Regions from separate parts of the Mus musculus genome. Here all the other regions are linked to region 1. Evidence: chromatin contacts called from public HiChIP or PLAC-seq and promoter capture Hi-C data. All regions are on one chromosome and are shown on one strand. The core of a region is the stretch at or near the end of the contact, and the rest is flanking DNA. Distances in the headings are between cores, read along the strand shown. Region 1 holds the start of Fam76a (family with sequence similarity 76, member A). Region 2 holds the start of Phactr4 (phosphatase and actin regulator 4). Region 3 overlaps Slc9a1 (solute carrier family 9 (sodium/hydrogen exchanger), member 1). Region 4 holds the start of Med18 (mediator complex subunit 18). Region 5 holds the start of Slc9a1 (solute carrier family 9 (sodium/hydrogen exchanger), member 1). Region 6 holds the start of Wdtc1 (WD and tetratricopeptide repeats 1). Region 7 overlaps Wdtc1 (WD and tetratricopeptide repeats 1).

The links. HiChIP or PLAC-seq counts read pairs in DNA pulled down with a chosen protein or histone mark. Capture Hi-C pulls out chosen DNA fragments and counts their contacts.
Region 2: a CTCF HiChIP or PLAC-seq map of the NIH/3T3 cell line shows a contact between it and region 1, with 7 read pairs. The contact joins the promoter of Phactr4 here to the promoter of Fam76a in region 1. A contact is called at or near these places in 5 of 39 promoter capture datasets (the C10 cell line, liver, pre-B cells and 1 more) and 1 of 15 datasets of contacts at CTCF or cohesin (the NIH/3T3 cell line).
Region 3: a contact with region 1 is called in an H3K4me3 HiChIP or PLAC-seq map of forebrain, with 2.8 times the contacts expected there. The contact joins the enhancer-like site here to the promoter of Fam76a in region 1. A contact is called at or near these places in 3 of 115 datasets of contacts at active chromatin or transcription factors (embryonic stem cells, extraembryonic endoderm stem cells and forebrain).
Region 4: a contact with region 1 is called in a promoter capture Hi-C map of adipose tissue. The contact joins the promoter of Med18 here to the promoter of Fam76a in region 1. A contact is called at or near these places in 1 of 39 promoter capture datasets (pre-B cells), 4 of 115 datasets of contacts at active chromatin or transcription factors (embryonic stem cells, intestinal crypt epithelium, memory CD8 T cells and 1 more) and 1 of 9 other capture datasets (adipose tissue).
Region 5: a contact with region 1 is called in a promoter capture Hi-C map of adipose tissue. The contact joins the promoter of Slc9a1 here to the promoter of Fam76a in region 1. A contact is called at or near these places in 5 of 39 promoter capture datasets (embryonic stem cells, erythroid cells, hippocampal neurons and 2 more), 5 of 115 datasets of contacts at active chromatin or transcription factors (double positive thymocytes, embryonic stem cells, fibro-adipogenic progenitors and 1 more) and 2 of 9 other capture datasets (adipose tissue and liver).
Region 6: a promoter capture Hi-C map of adipose tissue shows a contact between it and region 1. The contact joins the promoter of Wdtc1 here to the promoter of Fam76a in region 1. A contact is called at or near these places in 3 of 39 promoter capture datasets (the 3T3-L1 cell line, liver and neural stem cells), 2 of 484 Hi-C or Micro-C datasets (B cells and bone marrow-derived macrophages), 12 of 115 datasets of contacts at active chromatin or transcription factors (the 230-238 cell line, astrocytes, embryonic forebrain and 8 more) and 3 of 9 other capture datasets (adipose tissue, liver and pancreatic islet).
Region 7: a contact with region 1 is called in an H3K4me3 HiChIP or PLAC-seq map of bone marrow-derived macrophages, with 4 times the contacts expected there. The contact joins the enhancer-like site here to the promoter of Fam76a in region 1. A contact is called at or near these places in 5 of 39 promoter capture datasets (hippocampal neurons, liver, neutrophils and 1 more), 1 of 15 datasets of contacts at CTCF or cohesin (large pre-B cells), 17 of 484 Hi-C or Micro-C datasets (the G1E-ER4 cell line, bone marrow-derived macrophages, brain and 11 more), 16 of 115 datasets of contacts at active chromatin or transcription factors (astrocytes, bone marrow-derived macrophages, embryonic basal ganglia and 9 more) and 2 of 9 other capture datasets (adipose tissue and liver).

Annotation. Positions count from the first base shown.
Region 1 is chr4:132,921,131-132,923,982 of GRCm38.p6, forward strand. It overlaps Fam76a (family with sequence similarity 76, member A), which reads right to left and starts at 1,421. Exons shown (of 9, transcript NM_145553.2): 1 at 1,228-1,421. The coding sequence starts at 1,308.
Region 2 is chr4:132,421,071-132,423,922 of GRCm38.p6, forward strand. It overlaps Phactr4 (phosphatase and actin regulator 4), which reads right to left and starts at 1,376. Exons shown (of 13, transcript NM_001161797.1): 1 at 1,275-1,376.
Region 3 is chr4:133,387,914-133,390,765 of GRCm38.p6, forward strand. All of the region lies in intron 1 of Slc9a1 (solute carrier family 9 (sodium/hydrogen exchanger), member 1), which reads left to right. Among named protein-coding and RNA genes, the nearest start is that of Mir5122, 20 kb to the left of the region's middle. Within about 2 kb of position 1,463, at least 82 of the 459 cell types and tissues checked have an H3K27ac peak or open chromatin away from gene starts, as enhancers often do. A contact at or near this core is called in forebrain, where this site is marked.
Region 4 is chr4:132,462,440-132,465,291 of GRCm38.p6, forward strand. Med18 (mediator complex subunit 18) reads right to left here and starts at 1,482. Exons shown (of 3, transcript NM_026039.3): 1 at 1,335-1,482; 2 at 426-569. The coding sequence starts at 498.
Region 5 is chr4:133,368,341-133,371,192 of GRCm38.p6, forward strand. Slc9a1 (solute carrier family 9 (sodium/hydrogen exchanger), member 1) reads left to right here and starts at 1,395. Exons shown (of 12, transcript NM_016981.3): 1 at 1,395-2,567. The coding sequence starts at 2,204. Mir5122 (microRNA 5122) reads left to right here and starts at 1,436; the gene lies at 1,436-1,524.
Region 6 is chr4:133,337,890-133,340,741 of GRCm38.p6, forward strand. It overlaps Wdtc1 (WD and tetratricopeptide repeats 1), which reads right to left and starts at 1,426. Exons shown (of 16, transcript NM_199306.4): 1 at 1,107-1,426.
Region 7 is chr4:133,309,014-133,311,865 of GRCm38.p6, forward strand. All of the region lies in intron 5 of Wdtc1 (WD and tetratricopeptide repeats 1), which reads right to left. Among named protein-coding and RNA genes, the nearest start is that of Wdtc1, 29 kb to the right of the region's middle. Within about 2 kb of position 1,343, at least 5 of the 459 cell types and tissues checked have an H3K27ac peak or open chromatin away from gene starts, as enhancers often do. A contact at or near this core is called in bone marrow-derived macrophages and cortical neurons, where this site is marked.

The DNA.
Region 1 (2,852 bases), core at 171-2,670:
TTATTGAACTTCCTTTAAAAAAAAAAAAAAAAAAAAAAAAGAGCCGGGAGGTGGTGGCACATGCCTTTAATCCCAGCACTCAGGAGGCCGAGTTCAGGATTTTCTGAGTTCGAGGCCTGCCTGGTCTACAAAGTGAGTTTCAGGACAGCCAGGGCTATACAGAGAAACCCTGTCTTGGAAAAACAAAAAACAAAAATAACAACAAAGAATCATACAGCCTTAGACTGAGCAACAGTACACGACTTTAATCCCAGCGTTTGGAAGACAGAGGCAGTCAGATAGATCTCTGAGAGTTCAAAGACAGCCAGAGCTACAAGTTATATGACCCTGCCTCGGAAACAAACAAGAAAAATGTTTAGATCAAAGTTTTTATGTCCAAGGGGGCCTTCAAACACTATCTTTCGGACTCAGTAAACCCAAGTGGCTTAAGGAAAGTATGTGGGCATCTTTTTGGGGGGACGCGGGGAGGTGAACTACACACAGCGGACGGACACAGACACACATTCTGTATCTGAAATATCTGAGGATCTGTCAACGGCAACTCTGCACGAGCTTGCCGACTTAACTGTTGCTCTCTTGAACCGACGAGGTGGGAGGAAGTTATATATAAAAACGCTGGCATTTCAGGGGTTAAAAAATGCTTAGGATGAGGAGGAAGGCTACCAATTAGATGCTAAAAAGTCACCCTGTTCGTGTGTGTTCCAAGACACTGTTGGGGTACTTTTTTCATTTTCCCTAATAAAGCCTTGCCACCTCTAACTTTGAGATCGGCTGTAAAGTGCCCACGAAGTGTCCAGAGTTCAAAACACTCCTCACAAGCAGCACCTGATTCCGGGGTTCAATCTCATCCAGGACAAGGGAAATCTCTGGACCGTCATTCTACACTCAAGACGACCACATCAGAAGAGAAGGCGGTCCAAGGAAATCTTCCCGGGGGGCCAGTCGGGGACAAACAGGGGAGCTGTCCCCTCCCGCGACCTCACCAGGTCGGAGAAGAAACCCCAGCCGTTGCTAAGCACCAGGACACGCCGGCTGCCAGGGCCTGGACTCCGCCCGGGGCTCCCACAAGTACCCTGCAGTCCTCTGCGGGCCCGGCTCAGCTCGTCCGCAAAACGGGCCGGCCACACCCTGCCCGAGGGGACCCCGGCAGCCGTCCTCGCTGGACCGAGAGTTCCGAACCGCGCCTGGAGCGTCCCCAGCTCCCGGCCGCCGCCCCAGCCCGCGCACCTTGCACAGCTGCTGCCCCTGAGACAGCGCCTCGAAGGGGAAGCGCTGGTGGCACTTGGTGCAGGCGTACAGCGCCGCCATGTCCGGCCCGGGCCGTGATCGCCGCCGCCCCTCCCGCCGGCCCGCCGCTTTATCTGACAGTCTCAGGCACAACCTGGCGGCGGCGGCCGGGCCGCGGGCTGCGGAGGGCGGGCGGGCGAGGGCGGGCCGCGGGCGCAGGGGCGGGCTCTCCGGTGCTCAGAGGCCGTTCGCTGGCTCGCGTGGACGTCGATCACGCGGGAGGGGGCGGAACGTGGAGTTCCCGACGGCTCTGATTCGGTCCGGGTTGGACTACGCCACTGTGACGCTCGGGGCCGCGATTATGTAAAGCGCAGTCACGCGGGGGCGCCGCCTGAAAAGAGCGTCTTCCGAGTAGGATAGCGGAAGCCCTCGGGCTCCGCCCACCTGCCCGCTGAGGCTCCGCCCTCGCTCCGCCTCTCCGGGGGCTGCGGGAGCATTGGAGCTTCTCGCGATACTCGATGAAGTTGTGATGTTTTGGGTTGCCGTGGAGCTTCCCGCTAGCCGAAGGAGTGTGGGATTGGGGTGACAGTCGGGCAACGTCGGATTCGAACTACGAGACCATCCGGAGTTTAAACCCACTGGCAACCAAGGAGGAAAGTCTATCTTTGGAGCAGGCGGAGGGGAAAAGCAGGATATTAAATGAGTGTCCTCTATGGGCTGGAGAGAAGGCTCCGAATGCTGCTTTTGCAAAGTTTGGTTCCCAGCACCCACATCTGGAGGCTCAGATCGCCTGTAACTCCAGCTGCAGGGCTATCCCTGATGCCTCTTAACTCAGCAGGCACCTGCACTCACGTGCACTTACAAAAGATGGGCAGTTGTAAAATGGTAAAACAGTAGAGACCTGAAGCTAGAATTAAAGGCAATAGGAACACGGTGGCCATGATACTCTTGAGATCGGTTGGCTGTGTGTGTATGGAGGCCATCTGTACATGACCCAAAACCTTTAATACATTTTAGTTTGTGTGTGTGTCTCTGTGTCCCCCTCACTTAATATGGAGCTAATTGATCTGTCCGTTCTAGTGTGTGTGAGACTTAGGGATTGGTTTGATCTCTAGCACTGGAGAAAGAAAAAGAGGTAGGGCATAGGAAGTGAGAGGAAAGAAAGGAATAGAAAATATCGATGATCATTCATACAATAAACCTTTTTTAAAAGTTATTTTTACTTGTAAATGTGTTTGTGGGGCTGGAGAGATGGCTCAGCGCTGACTGTCTTCCAAGGGTCCTAAGTTCAATTCCCAGCAACCACATGGTGGCTCATAACCATCTGTAATGGGGTCTGATGCCCTCTTCTAGTGTGTGTCTGAAGATAGCAACAGTGTACTTACATATAATAATAAATAAATCTTGGGGCTGGAGCCAGCAAGGCTGGAGCCAGCAGAGGTCCTGAGTTCAATTCCCAGCAACCACATGAAGGCTCAGAACCATCTGTTCAGCTACAGTGTACCCCTATACATAAAATAAATAAATAAATCTTTTTTTAAAAATGTGTTTGTGAGTGTGCATGCCTCTGTGTATGTGTGTGTGTGTGAATGCAGTGCCTATCAAGGCTAGATGGAGTCCCCCAG
Region 2 (2,852 bases), core at 126-2,625, 500 kb before region 1:
TTATGAAATGTCAGAATAATGAAGGCTTTGCCTACATGTCTAGGGTGGAAATTTCGTCTCAAAACACCTTTCCTGACTCAAAGGAGTCCCAACTGTCTTCACTCAAGGAATTTGAAATACTAATCGATTTTTCAAAGGATCTCTACCTTGGCCTTTATAAAAGCTTTACCCCTATGCTAAGTCTCAAGATTCGTTCTTCGACGGAACATACAGTTACCACTATCTAACCAAACTGGATCAAATCCACACAATTCATCGGTGTCCAGTAAATACATATTTTATCGCCTTTTTTTTTTCAACCTTTTTTTTTTTAATGCTTTCTAGAATCTACTGGGTATCTAGGTTTTTCTACAAAGCAGGTGCTTTCAGTGAGCTGAGTTTTTCTTTGTGGAGTTGTTGTTTAAAAAAAGAGAAAGGGATGTATTCTGGAGAGTCGAGGAGCAGCGTGGGAAAATGAAGTGCCGAAGACTGCAGGCAATGAATGATGTCCTGGTAATCACTCTGCTCCAATTTTCAGGTTTCCGAGGCAATGATTCGCTTGAGTTCTTTGCGGCCGCCGCCGCACCCCCCCCCCCCCCCCACACACACACACACTCCACAATCACCCAACCCCTCCATCCCAGCTGCCACACGTATCGCAGCAAATTTCCACTCTTTCTCGGTTTCCGGGATTGAGGCTCCAAGTCTCACTTCTTTTTCTTAGACTCCATCCACTGGAGGAGAAAAGCGCCTTAGCGCCTTGAGTTTTGATCCCTAGCTACCGGAGGCTGACATTTAAGAAAGAAGTTGGACAATAACTTCCAGGTTTCCACTGAAACTATGCCAGACTCCTAAGTCTCTTCTCTGCTCAGCCAGGATGCAGAGGTCTGAGGGAGGTCACTTTTGAAAGATGGACTTTGACCCGATCCAGTTACAGTAACCAGATCCCCAGGGCGCAGTCCCCAGCAGGACGTGCGGGCTCCCCTGGAGACCGCGACTCCGTGCACTGCCACAAAAGGGGGAAAAGCGGCGCAGACAAAAGGGCCCCGCGGAGGCTGGGGGGCGGAGAGCGCGAGTGTGCGCCGGCCGGCCACAGGCGGGGACACCGCCGCGGGACCGTTGTGGGAGGGCCGAGGAGGGAGGAGGCTACCGCCCGCCACGCCCTGGCTGCACTGACCGCCGCGGGCGCCGTTAACCCCCCACCCAGGCTCGGCCCGCGACCCCTAGTCGAGCCGAGCCTGCCGCTGCTGCGCGCGCGCGGGAGGTGCTCACTTTCCCAAGTTTGGGGAACTTACCCAAGTCGCCGCTGCCTCCTCGGGTTCCCCAGCACTTTCTCCCGGAAATCCTACCTGGTCTCTGGCCGCCTGGCTCCAGCCAGAGCCTTCGGCCCCAGGGGAGGGGGGGCGGAGGGAGCGGGCCGGACAGTGAGGAGGGTAGGAAGTGCCGCCGCGGAGCCTCACGGGACTTGTAGTCCACTGCAGTGGCCAGCGGTGTGGCGAGCGGGACAAAATGGCGGGAACTGCCGGCCCTCCGCTGCGAGGCGCCTGACCCCTACTCTGCCGATCTGGGCATGCGCCGCCAGAGTCCGGTGCACTGCATATAAACGGATTTGGGCACCTTGCCCAGTTCTGAGCAAGGGGAAGGTCTCGGGACTTGGGAGGACACGTTCGGGAACAGACTCTCCCGGCGATGCCCAAGAAAGGATGTGTGTGTTGTGCTCTACAAAAGAAGTCCAGTTTGTTTCAAACTATTGATAACCAGTTTTAAGTGCAAAAAACTTACAAACAAGTTACCCGCGGTGTTTTGTGAAAGTACAGAACCCAGCCTATTAAGCGCAGACATTCTACACCCCCCCCCTCCCAACTAAATTTTTTTCCCACTAACGATTACCTAGTAGAAGCCACCATCTGTTTCTAAGTGGCACTCATTCCAACCTCCAGGGCTATATCACCCTCCAGACCCCCTTCTTGCCACTGCTGGAGGATCTTTTTAAATGCCAAACCCATGGGTTACACCCATCTTAGACGGAAAAGTATACATACGATACATACAGAGGGAAACATAGAAAAACTTATACCTTTCAAATACGCAATCTATAACATTAAAAATATCAATACGCCGGGCAGTGGTGGTGCATGCCTTTAATCCCAGCATTTGGGAGGCAGAGACAGGTGGATTTCTGAGTTCGAGGCCAGCCTGGTCTACAAAGTGAGTTCCAGGACAGCCAGGGCTATATAGAGAAACCCTGTCTCAAAAAACCAAAAAAAAAAAAAAAAAAAAAAAGCAATAAATTACAACCCAGTTGTGGTGTCACACACCAGTATTCCTAAATGCTCTGGAGACAAGGGTTGGATTATTGCTGAGTTCAAAATCAGTTTGATCTACAAAGTTCCAGGCCAAGCCAACCAGAATTACATAGTGAGACCCTGTCTCAAAACAAACAAACCCAACAAAAACCAATGCAGGCCAGCCAGCTGCTGTCTGGTAATATAATAATAACAACAGTGACAACGACGATGACAACAACAACAATAATAATAATGGCTGGAGAGATGGCTCAGTGGTTAAGAACTTGCTGTTCTTTAAAGGGGCTGAGTTCTGTTCCCAGCACTATATATCAGGTAGCTCACAACTCTAACTACAGCTCCAAGGGTTGTGAACCTCTGGCTATGTGAGCACTTGCACTCATGTGCACATACTGCATGCAAATACTCACCTACACACAACTGGAATTAATAAAAAATAAATATTTAAAAAGTAACAATGTAGGCTGGTGAGATGGCTCAGCGGTTAAGAGTGCAGACTGCTCTTCCAAAGGTCCTGAGTTCAAATCTCAGCAACTACATGATGGCTCACAACCATCTGTTTAGCTA
Region 3 (2,852 bases), core at 213-2,712, 470 kb after region 1:
GAATGTGTGTGTGAGTATGTGTGTGTGTGTGCATCGAACTCATGTGAATGTGTGAGTTAGTGTGTGTGTGTATGAGTGTGTGTGAGAGTGTGTATGTGAGTATGTGTGTGCGTGTGTGAGTATGTGTGAATGTGTGTATGTGTTATGTATATGTGCATCGAACTCATGTGAATGTGTGAGTTAGTGTGTGTATGAGTATGTGTGAATGTGTGTGTGTATGTGTGTGTATGAGTGTGTGTGAGAGTGTGTATGTGAGTATGTATATGTGTGAGTGTGTTTGAATGTGTGTGTGTATGAGTGTGTGTGTATATATGAATGTGAGTGTGTGTGTGTGTGTGTGTGTGTGTGTGTGTGTGTGTTGGAGGGGGTGACTCACTTTCAGAGCATTGACCTAGGTCCTGAAGGGGAAGTGTTGGTTTGCTCTCTGACAGAGAGTGGGAGGAAGGCACGGCCGTGAGGTGATGATGGAAAGAGCCCCAAGTGATGCTGATTGCATTTGCTTAAAAAAAGACTGCCTCAGCCAGGGCGTGGTGGCGCACGCCTTTAATCCCAGCACTCGGGAGGCAGAGGCAGGTGGATCTCTGAGTTCGAGGCCAGCCTGATCTACAAAGTGAGTTCCAGGACAGCCAGGGCTATACAGAGAAACCCTGTCTCGAAAAACCAAAAAAAAAAAAAAAAAAAAAGATACCATTTAGGGCTGGAGAGGTGGCTCAGTGGTTAAGAGCACTGACTGCTCTTCTGAAGGTCCTGAGTTCAAATCCCAGCAACCACATGGTGGCTCACAACCATCTGTAATGAGATCTGATGCCCTCTTCTGGGATATCTGAAGACAGCTACAGTGTACTTACATATAATAAATAAATAAATAAATCTTAAATAAAAAAAAAAAGACTGCCTCTAGCGCTGTAGCCCAGTCTGTCCTTGAACTCACAGCAGGCTCTTGCCTTACCCTACTGACTGCTGTGTTCATGAGTAAGCCACCAGTCCAGATTGCCCTTTGCTTTTGAAACCCACTGGGACAGTGCCAATCCTTCCACCAAACAGCCAGCAGGGAAAGCAGAAGCCATTGTCAGGGTTGGTGAGAGTCTATGACGTGTGTTGCCCTGGACCAGGCTAGGGAGCCGCCGTGACTGCTCTCGCCAGTTCCTGGTCTTGTGCTGAGGATTCCACTTAGTGCATGGTTGTCCATTTCACGATGACCCTGAGCCGAGCATGCTGCAGTGTTTGCCTTTAGCCGGCTTATAACTATCTCAGGAAACCGACACTGGGTAACTTGGAGATTGCTGCACATGGGAAGCCTCTAGAGAGGGAAGAGATGTGGCTGGGAAGACCAGTGAGCAGATCCCGTAGGAAAGAGGCATCAAATCAGGAGGCCTGGGACACTGGCCAAGACTGAGCTGCTGACATGAGTAGACGCCCAGCTGAAAGAATCTGCGCTGGCATAGCGGGAAGCGACATTATTAAGTAGGTTGGGTTACACTGGGTTGCTGAGCAGCTGGAGCTCCAGCCTGTGGGGACTGTAGCCTAGGTCACGGGCTGCTCTTCATTCCTTCCACACCTAGTCTCTCTGTCCCTGCCTGAGCACCCTGTGGTGACTCTGGCCCCCAGCGCTGGCTGTAATGAGGTGACCATAGAGCAGCGAGGAGTTTGTAGGATGTAAACCGGAACATGGTGTTCCCTGCTGAAGCTCTTTTTGATGCTTCCTTTTGAACTTGAGACACAATCTCAGAGCTATAGCTTATACCATTCTCAATGTCATGTCCTGTTTCCCTTGCCAGCCCGCTTCCCCCTGAGACTGTAGTGTCTGCTTGTCCCCTAACCTAGAACACCGTCTGTATACCGCCTCAAACTAGCATTTTCCTTCAAGTCACATGTCCCCAGAGTGGCCTTCCTGATCACCCAGGCTAGTTAATGTCAGTACAAACCTTCCCAGCCAGTTCCATCCTCTTTGTGTCCGTTTCCTTAGGATGCAGCCAGCATCAAGGCAGAAGAGGATTTGGTGTCAAAGGGCTCACATCCAAGTATGGAGTGTTGAACAGTAAATCCAACAATGTCAGACAGGAGTATGTGTATAAAGGAAATAAACATAGGTCTGAAGGCTCTCCAAGGAGGCAGCTGAGTGACAGGAAAGAAGCAGTCCGCTCTTCAAAGACCAGGGTCCTGAAGAGAGTGTGATTAGAGAAGTGTGAAGAGAGAGTGGAGGAGACAGGGCCAGACCTCTGCTGGGTCTTGGGTTGGCTGCTAGAGTCAGTACTAAGTGTTGTGTGGTCCCATCAGGAGCAGGGTGACATGGTCTGACCTGCACTGGGGTATTAGGGAGATGTTTAAGACTGAGCTAGCTGCAGAGGCATCTGCGCAAAGCAGATTTCTGCTTATCTGTCCCTCAGCCTGGGACTGAGAGACAGTAGATCAGAGCTCCCCAGCAAAGCAGCTCTTGCCACACCATTGCTGTTGGAGTACCAGCCTAGGAGAGCCTCTAAGGGGGAGGGGCTGTGCTCAGATTCAGGCCAGTCAGTAGACAGGTCCTGAAGGAGGGCATGGCACCTCAGAGCGCTAGGACCTGATCATCTCTCCTCCTACACCAGCTCTGCTCGTAGCCTGTGGTCAGACCATGTAAGGAGCAAGTCAGATTTCAGAGCCTTTGGAGATTCTAGACTAAGTCTAGAATCCCGTGAGTGCAATGGGAGAGAGAGAAGTCGGCTCCTTCATTCTCAGCTACGTGGACCTCCTGCGCAGAGCTGGGGAGGTGAAATGAGCATACAAAGAGCACCCAGCAAGAAGGACTCTGGGAAACTGTAGACAGGACCTGGCCTGCTCTCCCATCTTACACAGGAGGAAGCAGAAGGCCAGGG
Region 4 (2,852 bases), core at 232-2,731, 460 kb before region 1:
AGTCATGCAGTGGTGGCTTGTGCCTTTAATCCCAAGCACTTGGGAGACAGAGCAGATGGACCTCTGAATTCTGAGTTCGAGGCCAGCCTGGTCTATAGACAGCGAGAACTATACGGAGACAAACAAAAATAGAGGAAAGAAAGAAAGAAAGAAAGAAAGAGCAAGGGAGGGAGGGAGAGAGAGAGGGAGAGAGGGAGAGAGAGAGAGAGAACAGACAATAGGACAATAGTGGTAAATATCTATAATCCCAGGCCCCTGCAGCCAGAAGGGTCTACAGAGTGAGTTTCTGGCCATTGAGCCATCTTCCCACCCACCCTCTTTTAAACACAGTTACAGGAACCCTACAGTTGCCTATAAGTCATCTCAACTTGCTCTAGCCAGAAAAAACTGAAAACTTGGTAACACAAGCTCCTTGGCTGACTTACCCTGCAGGAGGTACTCCATCATGTTAATGGTGCCCCCAGTGACGGGCATCATGGTGACTGGAGGCGCCTCCATGATGCCTCTAATTAGGTTCAAGACAACAGAACTGCAAACAGATCTTCCAACCGGAGAAGCACAGGATCCACCTGGAAAAGTCACACTTGTCCATACCCTGTTTGCTGCGGCAGTGGCCTTGAAACCAAAGCTCATTCAGTCTTAACTTTGCACATCTGCTTATACAGCCGGTTCCAAGAACGGGTGACTCGGGAATAAGAGGGGTTCTAGCTCCGGAGATACGGAATAGCCATCTAGTATCAAGTTCTGAACCTTATAAACGTTTTTCTATGTAATCTCGAGGCAGCTATGTAACCTCTTGTTCCGAAACCTACTGTCTCGTTTAAAATAAGACCAAGGGTGTTTAACCCCACAGCCCTCGTCTCCCCCACCCACTACCTGGCTCGAAAGAAACCGACATTCATATTCAAAAATGGTAACTACACTGGGCTACACTGAGAGGCCTCGTTTCCAAACATAAAGAAATAAAAACCGGCTGTGTTGGGGGGAACATCTGTAATCTCAATACTTGGGGACAGAGTTAGAAGGACGGCTGCAGCTTCGGGCTAGACTGGTCTATATAGCAAATCCCGGCCAATTAGGGCATCACAGTGAGACTGTCTCAAAGAAAAAACAAAAGAAAAGATCCGAGGGAGACCTAAGGACCTTGTCCACCCTTCACTCTATGCGGAGGCCATGCAGACTCAGGGAAAGGCCCCAGGGCACACGAGCGATGTAACTAGAACTGGTTCTGCCTTTATGAGAACGCCTCTGCAAATGAGCCAGGCGGGAAATATGAAGTTAGAGTGACTGTCCCGGTCCTCCCACGCGGGCAGCCGGGACACGTGTGCACTTACACTAGCAACACGTCTCCGTCCGCGCTACAGATCCTTGTAAAGCTGGAATTAAATCCACGCGTGCACACCCGCAATCCGCACCCCCAAATGCCGCCAGCGCAGAGCCAGAGAAACCGCCAAACTCTCCCTTCAGCACTTCCGGTAGGAAGCTGAGGGACAGGAAACTTCTCCGCTACCGCCCCGAAAAGTAAGGGTGCCGAGAGGGCAAGGAACGCGCCCGCCTTCTGGCACCGGTGTGCAAGAGCGCACGCGCAAGGTTCGGGGCTGCTGTTGCTTTGGGGTCCTAGTCTAGAGTGGTACCGTGGAAGGTGACTGTCATAGGACAGCTCTAGGATACGTTTTTTTTTTTTTTTTTTTTTTTTTCAGCTTCGACGACCTGGATGTTTTGATCAGATCTCATAAAGCCGATTGGATACCATATTTAAATTTTGAACTCAGCCACTGGGGGGAGCGAGGAAGGAGAGTCACATTGAAAAAGAAGGGAGGCGGAGGTGGCGGGGCTGGCAGTGAAAGAGATGTAAAATGAATAAGTTAAAAATTAAATTAAAGAAAAAGAAAAGGAAGGGGTATGTTGTAAATCGGAAACGCTAACCACAGCGTTGTGTATTTATATATAGACCTCAGCAGGAACAATATTTTGTGTGCTTTCAAGGGTCTGGAGAAACAGCTCAGTGCTAGAGCCTTGTCTGACATGTGCAAGGCCATAAGTTTAATACAAAACAACAGCAAACTTGTTCAATTTACAGTGCATACCATAACTTTAAATACATGGGACCAGGCACAGTTCAAATCTGAGAACCTTGGGAAGCTGTGGTAAGGATCTCTCCAGCAGAGCCATTCAACGCTTAAACAATATTGTGAGGTTTTTAATAAATAAATAAATAAATAAATAAATAAATAAGTTAATTAATAAGGGCTAGAGAGATGGCTGAGCAGTTAATAGCCCCTGCTGCTCTCTCAGAGGTCCCAAACTCCCACATAGTGGCTAACAACCATTTATAATTTCCTTTCCAGGGGCTCTATTACCTTGTCTGACTACATCAGTCACTGCATCCGTGTGGTAGACATGCATACACACTTGCAAAAACACTCATAACACAAAATATAAATAAATAACTAGGGGCTGGGAAGATGGCTAAGCAGTTTAGAGCACTTGCTGTTATTCAGAGGACCTGGGTTCAGCCCTAACACCCATATCATGTGACTCACAACCACCTGCCACTCTAGTTCCAAGGGATCTGACACCCTCATCTGGCATCCATGCTAAAGGACATACATGGTACACATATATCTAGGCACACATATACATTAGATAGATAGATAGATAGATAGATAGATAGATAGATAGATAAGGATTTTAAATTCAACAAGTACTTATTGAACTCTGTACATATGCCAAACACATAAGGGACATAGAGTGAGGCACCCTTAATCTTTCAGGACCCCTCCCTCCTTAACATTTCCCCAAAGGTCACTACCTCAGGCAAGGGTACCTGGTTCCCAGTCAGTCTGGGCAGC
Region 5 (2,852 bases), core at 145-2,644, 450 kb after region 1:
CATTTGAAATGATTTAAAAACTTCTCAGTCTGGGCTCAGCGGTGGTGTGCTTACCTAGCACGCACAGGGTTCTGTGTTCAGATCCTACTTCTGAGGGGGGGGGGAAGAGTTCTCATGATTGCACCATGTAGACACAATGTCTCGACCTTTCTGAACTCTAATCAATATCATTCATTCAAATTCCAGTTCCGGCTGTGTGTGGTGGTGCATACCAGTAATCCCACTTGAGAGGGAGAGGCAGGAGGATTGCCAAAAATTAGAAGCCAGCTGGGCTACATTGTAAGAATGTAGCCTTTCGCACAAAACAGAACATGCCCCTTCTGGAAGCTGTTTTCTGTCTGCAGATAATAAAAATCCTTCTTTTCTCTTTAAACCAGACAGACAGACAGACAGATAGACAGACAGACAAAAACAATACCCAGCCTCTTACTTTTTGGTTGTTTCACTACTGTTATGAGTTGAAACACGCCCTTTCAAAAGAAGCTGAAGTCCTACCCCTGCCCACCCCTCAGTGCCCGAGAATGTGGCTTTATTTAGATGAGGGGTTTTGTTGTTGTTGTTGTTGTTTTAAATCTCTTTGAGACAGGGTCTCCCTACTGACCTCAGCCTGGTCTAGAACTCACTTTGTTACACAAGCTGACGTTGAGTTAAAAATTCCTCTTTCTTTAGTTTCCCAAATGCTGGAATTACAGTTTCCCACCGTTCGTGGCTCAGATTGGGTTTTTGAAGTTGATCAAGGTAAGGTACGCCATTAGGGCCAATTCCTAATTCAATTTGCTTGGAGTCCTTTTAAAGGGGGAAATTTGGACCTAAAGACGGATACAGGGAGGCTGGGGTTATGCCGCCACAGTCAAGGGAAGCCAATACATTGCCATCAAAGCACCTGTGGCTGGGATGCAGGAACGGATTTCAGCTCACACGGTCCTCAGCACAGGTCAATGCTTGGGAACATACAGAGTGCAGATTTCTAGCCCATTTCATTCATTCATTTAACTTTATTTTGTGACACTGGGCATAGGAACCAATGGTAGACAAGCACTCTACCTCTGAACCACGATCCCATCCCTTTCATTCTAAACATTTCTCATAGATCACCTCATTTAACCATCTTGTTATCCTTTTGTTATAGCTATCCATCTCCACCTTACAGTTGAGAAAGCTGTGAAACAGAGAGGCTAAATAACTTGTTCAAAGTCACATGCTAACAAGAAAACACTTTGTAGATAGTACAGTATGTCACTCGTGTTAGATTGTACTTTTTTTTTTTTTTTTTTTTTTCCAATTTAGGTCTCGGCTTCCTCTTCTTACGTGACACTTCCTTCCCTGGGCGACAGGGGCCGCTGCACCGCGCGGGCGCTGACAGGTCTCTCTAGCTTGCTGCGCCTGCTACTCGTTGGTGCCTATAAATGGCTGCGCTGTGCTCAGCGAGGCATCAGTCCGCTACCGCGGGACCCGGGGCTGTGTCAGGTCTGGAAGTGGAGCTGGAGCTGACCGAAGGAGCTGCCGCTGGGCCGGGGTGGAACACAGCTCTGCACCGGGGTCTTAAGGAGGGGTGTGTTGCTGCTGGCTCACTGCGAGCCGCCTCCAGCCTGCGCCGAGGCACCTTCCCGCCAGGCCGTCTGCCTCTGTCTTCCGCCTCCCTCCATTTCCCCGGAATCTCAGCCCGGCGCGGCTGGACCCTGGCTCTCCTGTGGGTGGGAAAGCCCCAGCCTTTTTCCTGCTATACTCCTTTATCCCAGGCTGGCCTTCCAGCCTTCTCTCGCCTTTCCCTGCGGAGTGGGTCTCACCCTTTTCCGTCTTTAGCCCAGGCTCCTTACCCCTCCCCTTTAGCCGAGTTCCAGCACCCTGGTGATTTTCCTTAGCCAAAGGTCCTATCCTTCTTCCTCCTTTCCCTTGCCCGTGGTCCAGCCTATCCGGCCCTTCCCCTCTCTTCAGGACGCAGTTTCCCCGATTTCCTTCTCTCAGCCTGAAGTTCTAGATCCTTTCGGTTTCCTCCTTAGTCCCTCCAAGGTACTTAACCCCTTTTTGCAGTTTGGACTTTGAGATTGTGAATCTCTAGAAAACGAAAATACTTCTCTAAAACATGAACTTTTCCTAGAGATTGCCCCAGTCTCACCCCATCTGCAGGACTCCTTGCTACCTATGTCCCAGGTCTTACACGCACTTCGCTAAGGGCTGAGGCCTCCTAGGCTGGGGGATCAGTATGATGCTTCGGTGGTCCGGCGTCTGGGGATTTCATCCACCTCGGATCTTCCCCTCCTTGCTGGTGGTGGTTGCCTTGGTGGGACTGCTACCTGTTCTCAGGAGCCACGGCCTCCAGCACAGCCCTACTGCCAGCACCATCAGAGGTTCTGAACCACCCCGGGAACGCTCAATTGGGGATGTCACCACGGCACCATCAGAGCCTCTCCATCGCCCAGATGACCACAATTTGACCAACTTAATCATTGAACATGGCGGTAAGCCATCTCGGAAGGCCTTCCCAGTCCTGGACATTGACTACCCTCACGTGCGCACACCCTTTGAGATCTCCCTCTGGATTCTCCTGGCCTGCCTCATGAAGATAGGTAAGTGCATGATGGTGCTGTTGCTGCCACCACCAGATAGGTGAGCTTCTTGCCCCACTTGTTACCAGGTTCTGCTTCTCAGGCTCTGAATGAACCACTTCTGCAACGCGGGCGGGCAGCCTCTCCCTCCTTTTTGTTGGTCCTTAAACTCCAGCTCTGGCCTGTGAGCTGGCATTATGTAGCAGGAGGGAGGGTCAGGAGCGTGCACGAGATGGGATGCTTCTGATATTGGTTTCAGAAAAGCTGCCAAGGCTTGGCTGGTCTCCTACAGCTGGGATGGGACCT
Region 6 (2,852 bases), core at 176-2,675, 420 kb after region 1:
TCACAGTACTCAGCTTCTAAACTCAAACTTGAGAAAACTTTCAAGTTGCTCCACCAACACATTTACCTCAAGAGATTTAAGAACACCAGAGACATTCACAAGAAATTAGTCACACTCAGCTGCTAAGATAAATCGTCTGTACTGCTCAGATAAATCGCATGTAAACCCTCATACTTTTTTTTTTTTAATTCTTATTAGTCCTGGTAATGCACCTGCAGCGGAGAGCAAACCATAAGTCGCCAAGAAACTCCAATCACCGGGCTTGGGATGGGGGGTGGGGGGTGGGGCGTGGGACGGGACGCTCCACTAAAGCTTTTCAGAAAGAGATCCTGCGGGTTTGCAGTTTATCTCTACCGATTCTTATTTACCCTTTGAAGTGGGTACTAATAGCCCACTCCCAAGCAGAGACCCTTTGTACTTAGCGCTACAGTCGATGATGCAAACACCTTGGCAAAGTTCAGTTTGGTGCCAGGATGAGCCACTGAAGGCATCTGCGACTGCCAGAAGCCTGAAAACTCACTCTCTTTCTCTCTCTCTCTCTCTCTCTCTCTCTCTCTCTCTCTCTCTCTCTATAGAGAGAGAGAGAGAGAGAGAGAGAGAGAGGAAGGAGAAGGAGAGAAAGAAAGAAAAGGAGTATGGGGTGACAGAAACAGAGAGCAAGAGAGGGAAAGAGAGGCAGAGAGACACGGAAAGAGCAGACCAGGTCATTGACCTCTTGAAACTTCCACCTGCCCCTTTCTTCCTGAGTGCGATCGGCGCCAGATCAGATGTCAAAAACTCCGCAAAAAATAAATAAATAAAAGTCCCGTGATAGGACGACTTCTACCTCTGCCCCGGTGGAGCCTGCGGGACTCCTACAGCCTTCCCCCACCCCCTCCCCCGACCTCCCAGCCAGTCCTCTTCTAGCCTCCCTTCCCCGGCCCTTTCTGCCCTTCCTCGCCGCCGAGGCCTGACCCCTTCCCGGGACACCCCGGAGTCCCGAGGCGATCGGGCTCAGGCCCCCAAGCAGGGAGCCGGCCCAGAGCGGACGGCCCCGGAGCCGGGGCTCTGGGAGCCGGTCCCCGACTCGACATCTGCGGCGGGGATGGGGCGGCGGCGACCCGTACCTGTCAGGTCTCTTCCCAGGACCAGCAGCGGAGCAACTTCAGGAGCCCATGTCGGTCCGGGGGGGCCCGGCCCCTCTCCCGGGAGCAGGGGTGCGGATCCCGGGAAGGGGGCTGGGGACCCGGGCAGCTCTAGCCTCTTCCCATGCTCCCCGCCCGGCGCCTGGCCGGGGCCGGACAGCGCCTCCGCCCGCCCCTGCGCACCGCCTCACACCCGCGCTCACACACACTCACACTCCCTCGCGCGCTCTCACACACGCACTCCCCTCCCTCCTCCTCTGTTTATCTCCTCCAGCTGTCTGGGGACCCAGGAGAAGTCCCGCACTGCGCCTGCGCCACGCAGTCTCCGCGCCGGCCCCGCGTCTCACGGTCCGCGGCTACGCTACGGCGATGGCGCTCGGCAGTTTCCTGAATAGTGAGCGCGGGCCCTAGTCCTCTCTGCCACCCTCACCCCCCCTCCATCGCGCGCCCGGTCAACGTCTGCTGCCGGTGGCGCCCACTAACCTGCTAGCGGGGGAGCCCCCCACTTCGCCGGGGCCAATCGGCTTCACCGCTCGCGGGAACGGCAGCCAGTGGGCGGGCGGAAAAGCGGGGCTCAGCTCTGGAGTATCATGGGAGTCGTAGTTTTTCGCCATCGCAGAGGTCCTGCGGCGTGGACTTGCCCCGCCCGGTTACCATTAGTTACCTGGACGCACCTCCCATCCCACTACACCTTTTCTGAGTCCCAATTCCACATGTTCTCCCAGGTCCAGTACAGACCCTCCAAGGGCTAAGAGCTCATCAAAATTGCTTTTGATGCTGTAAATTAGGGGACACCTAAGGCTAAGACCCTGAGTCCTCCCAGAGCAAAGCCTCAGCCTGCTCCTTGCTCTAGGGGGCTGCTGAAGTTACAGGTTCCATGCTCGAATCTTCAGGTGCTGGAAGGAAAAGGTCCTATGTTGAGTGACCTGGGAGCTCTAGGAACCCAGATCGATGGCAGACAAGGTCTATCTAATACTAGCCAAGTAATTGCTCTTCTGACTTTCAAGCTCCAAGTCAGAACGGAGACACCCTCCTCTCTAAGGGAGTTCCAAGGTGACAAAGGTGGCAGTAAAGATAACTTAAGGGAGAGAGACCAGGAGCTTCAACTCAAAAGCAATCACCTTACATTTCTCTTCTCTTAGAGTGGCAGATACACAGTATGCCAACGTCTAAGTAATAACACTTTTATTTTCACTGTATTGGGCATGCTCTCTTTGATAGATACAATTGTTCCTATGTTTTTAAAAAGAAGAAACAAGCATAAAGTAGTTAAAAAGATGCTAGCCCAGGGTCACACAACTGGTTAGAAAACAAGGAATGAAACCAGGCAGTGCTGGAGACTAAGTACAAACATTTAGCACTTAAGAGTGCTGGTCCAGGGTTGGAGAGATGGCTCAGCGGTTAAGAGCACTGACTGCTCTTCCGAAGGTCCTCAGTTCAAATCCCAGCAACCACTTGGTGGCTCATAACCATCCATAATGAGATATGATGCCCTCTTCTGGTGCCTCTAAGACAGTTACATTGTACTTATTTATAATAAATGAATCTTTGGGCTGGAGCTAGCAGGGCTGACTGGAGTGAGCTAAGGTCCTAAATTCAATTCCCAGCAACTACATGAGGGTTCATAACCATCTGTACAGCTACAGTGTACTCATATACATAAAAATAAACAAATCTTTAAAAGAGTGCTGGTCCTAAGTTTCTCTTCCCATAAGTGTCTGGTCTTTG
Region 7 (2,852 bases), core at 93-2,592, 390 kb after region 1:
GCGCCTTCTCCCTCTCGTATCACTAAGTTTGTAAGAGCTCACCAAAGTGAGCCTGGCTATCGAGCAGCAGCCGATCAGCACAGAAGTTCAGTCAGGATCTGCACTTCGTGCAGTCGGAGTGGTCACCATGCACGCCGAGCTGCGCTGCCTAAGGAGCCCTTTTTTCTGACTCCTCTCCAGATAGGAACTGAGTGGATGATAATTCTCGCTATCCCTTACTAAGAATTCCCAAATTAGGGGCTGGGTGTGTCTCTTCGAGGTGAGCACCCACTTAGTATGTGTAAAAACCAAAGTTTAATCCTGAGCATAGGAGAAGGAGAAACCTTTAAGGGTCATGGCTAAGGGCATAGCTTACTGGCAGACCACATGTGTGACATCCTTGATGTTCTAGGTTCAATTCTAGCACCAAAATAAAGCAGAGCAAGCAACCAACCACTGAGTTTCAGAACACCGCAAGGCTGTTCAAACCCAGACTGGGGCTTTATATATCCACCCACCCACCCACCCACCTACATCTCAGTTCATCCACATGTCCGGCCATCCAGGTTTGGATTAAAAAGCAATTCCCATCTTTTGACCTAAACTCCTAATTCTATGAAAGATCCAAAGGATCCAAAAGAGAAAATGGGATCTAGGCAAAAAATGTTCAGCCAAATACTCCTTATAGAGCAAACAGTGGGAAGAGTGCAGATGTTGGGCTGTGGAGAAGGGCTGGCCACTATAAGACTACTACCATCACCCCAGTCAAGTGAAGAACGTAACATTCCAGATGACACGAAGAAAACCTCTCTCCCTCCCTGTCCCTTTGTGTGTGTCTGTTTGTCTATCTCCCCTCCTTCCTTCCCTGTACTGAAGACAGATCAGATACTGGCATGGAGAAAGGCAGGCAGCTGCTCTACCACAGAGCTATATCCCAGCTCTCCCTTTTGATTTTTATTTGGAAGAGAAAACAAAAATGCTCTTCTGCTTTGTCACTTAGAAATAGGAATATATAAACTTATTTTTAGGGGCATGCCTCAATCTTTATTCTTGTCTGGAGGCAGCATAGATTCCAGCCACAGCAAAAATAGGTGAAGTAAGCCCTCAGTGCTGCCTTGCTTGCAATGTGCCGCAGCTGCCACCAGGGGGAGCGCCTGGACGGAATATGATGAATGCCCAGAGGCAGTGTTTTCACTAAGTCCATGGAAAAGGAGGCTTTTCTTAAACAAACTGGAAAGAGTGCAGTGGGTGATGGCACTTGCCACACAAGCCTGGTGACTTGAAATCAAGCCTGGGGTCCCATAAAAAGGAAGGAGAGGATCAACTCCACCAAGCTGTCCTTTGGCTTCCTCACATTCCCCCGTCCCATATCACACACCTATATCATAATACATTGCTGAAAATGTATTTTTAGTGGGTGGTGGTGGTGCACCCCTTTAATCCCAGCACTCAGGAGGCAGAGCCAAGCAGATCTCTGTGTGTTCAAGGCCAGCTTAGTCTTTACAAAGCAAGTTCCAGGACAGCCAAAACTGTTGCACAGTGAAATCCTATCCCAAACAAACAAACAAACAAACAAACAAACAAAACAAAACCAAAAACAAAAAACCTACCACCACCACCAAAAACAAAAAAGAAAAAGAGGTGTTTTATTTAAACCACCAAAACTGGGCTGGTGAGATGGCTTAGCAGGTAAGAGGGACGGCTGCTCTTCTGAAGGTCCTGAGTTCAAATCCTAGCAACCACATGGTGGCTCACAAACATCTGTAATGAGATCTGACACCCTCTTCTGGTGTGTCTGAAGACAGGTACAGTGTACTTGTCTTTATTTATAATAATAAATCTTTGGGCCAGAGCAAGCAGGGATTAAGCAAGCGAGGCCGACCAGAGAGAGCAGAGGTCCTAAATTCAATTCCCAACAACCACATGAAGGTTCACAACCATCTGTACAGCTACAGTGTACTCATATACATAAAATAAATAAAATCTTAACACTAAAAACACTAGAAGGTTGTGAACAACTACTGTCAAAATATAATCTTGGAAGGTGACCACAGACGTACTGCAGCGTCTTTCCCACACATCAGAACCACAAACCAAGCTCCAGTTGTTCTGCTTCTAGAACAATCCCAGGCACTCACCCGCAGAGGTGAGAGAGAGGGAGTGAGGCAGAACTCAGGGTGATGAGGCTCAGAGCTCCCTGAGGTGGCTCTGGTTTCAGGTAGAGTCACTGCTCTTAAGGAGACAGCCGCACACTCGTGGGCCCACAGATATAAATAAATATACAACGGCAGGGCTGACAAGCCCTTTCCTCACAGGTCACTTCAGATCCAATGTGCCCAGCGACAGGTCACCTCAGTGCAAAAACCCTGCTTCTGGGAGTGGGGCACCAAGGCTCTGCACCCACAGATCTCCAAAGAAACAACGAATGATAAGCATGCAGGATTGTCCTTCCAAGCAAAGATGTAAAACCTGTTCTTTCATCTTGTGTTATCTGTTGGGCCAGGTCATGTTAAGCTACTACAATCAGGACAAGAGGTGGCTAGTAGTCTAAATGACCCTCACAGCCAGGGCCTCCCCAAGGCCCCGCAACCAGGACCAGAGGTGGCTAATAGCCTAAAAAAGCCCTATGCTATTTGTATGACTAAGACCAGGTCAGAGCACTGCTTAGGCCCTTAAGCTAGTGTAGGTAGCCGAGAACCAACCCATCCTCTTGGAAGAAATGGCATGTACCCCAAGTCGAGTTTCAATGTAATTACAATGTCCATGTACACCAGGGATTGTATTATACCAGGAAACTTTTTTTCCAGATTAAACTATGGTTAAATCTGAGGGCTAAAGCCCCTGGCATCAGACTTCCCAAATCTCCATCCAGG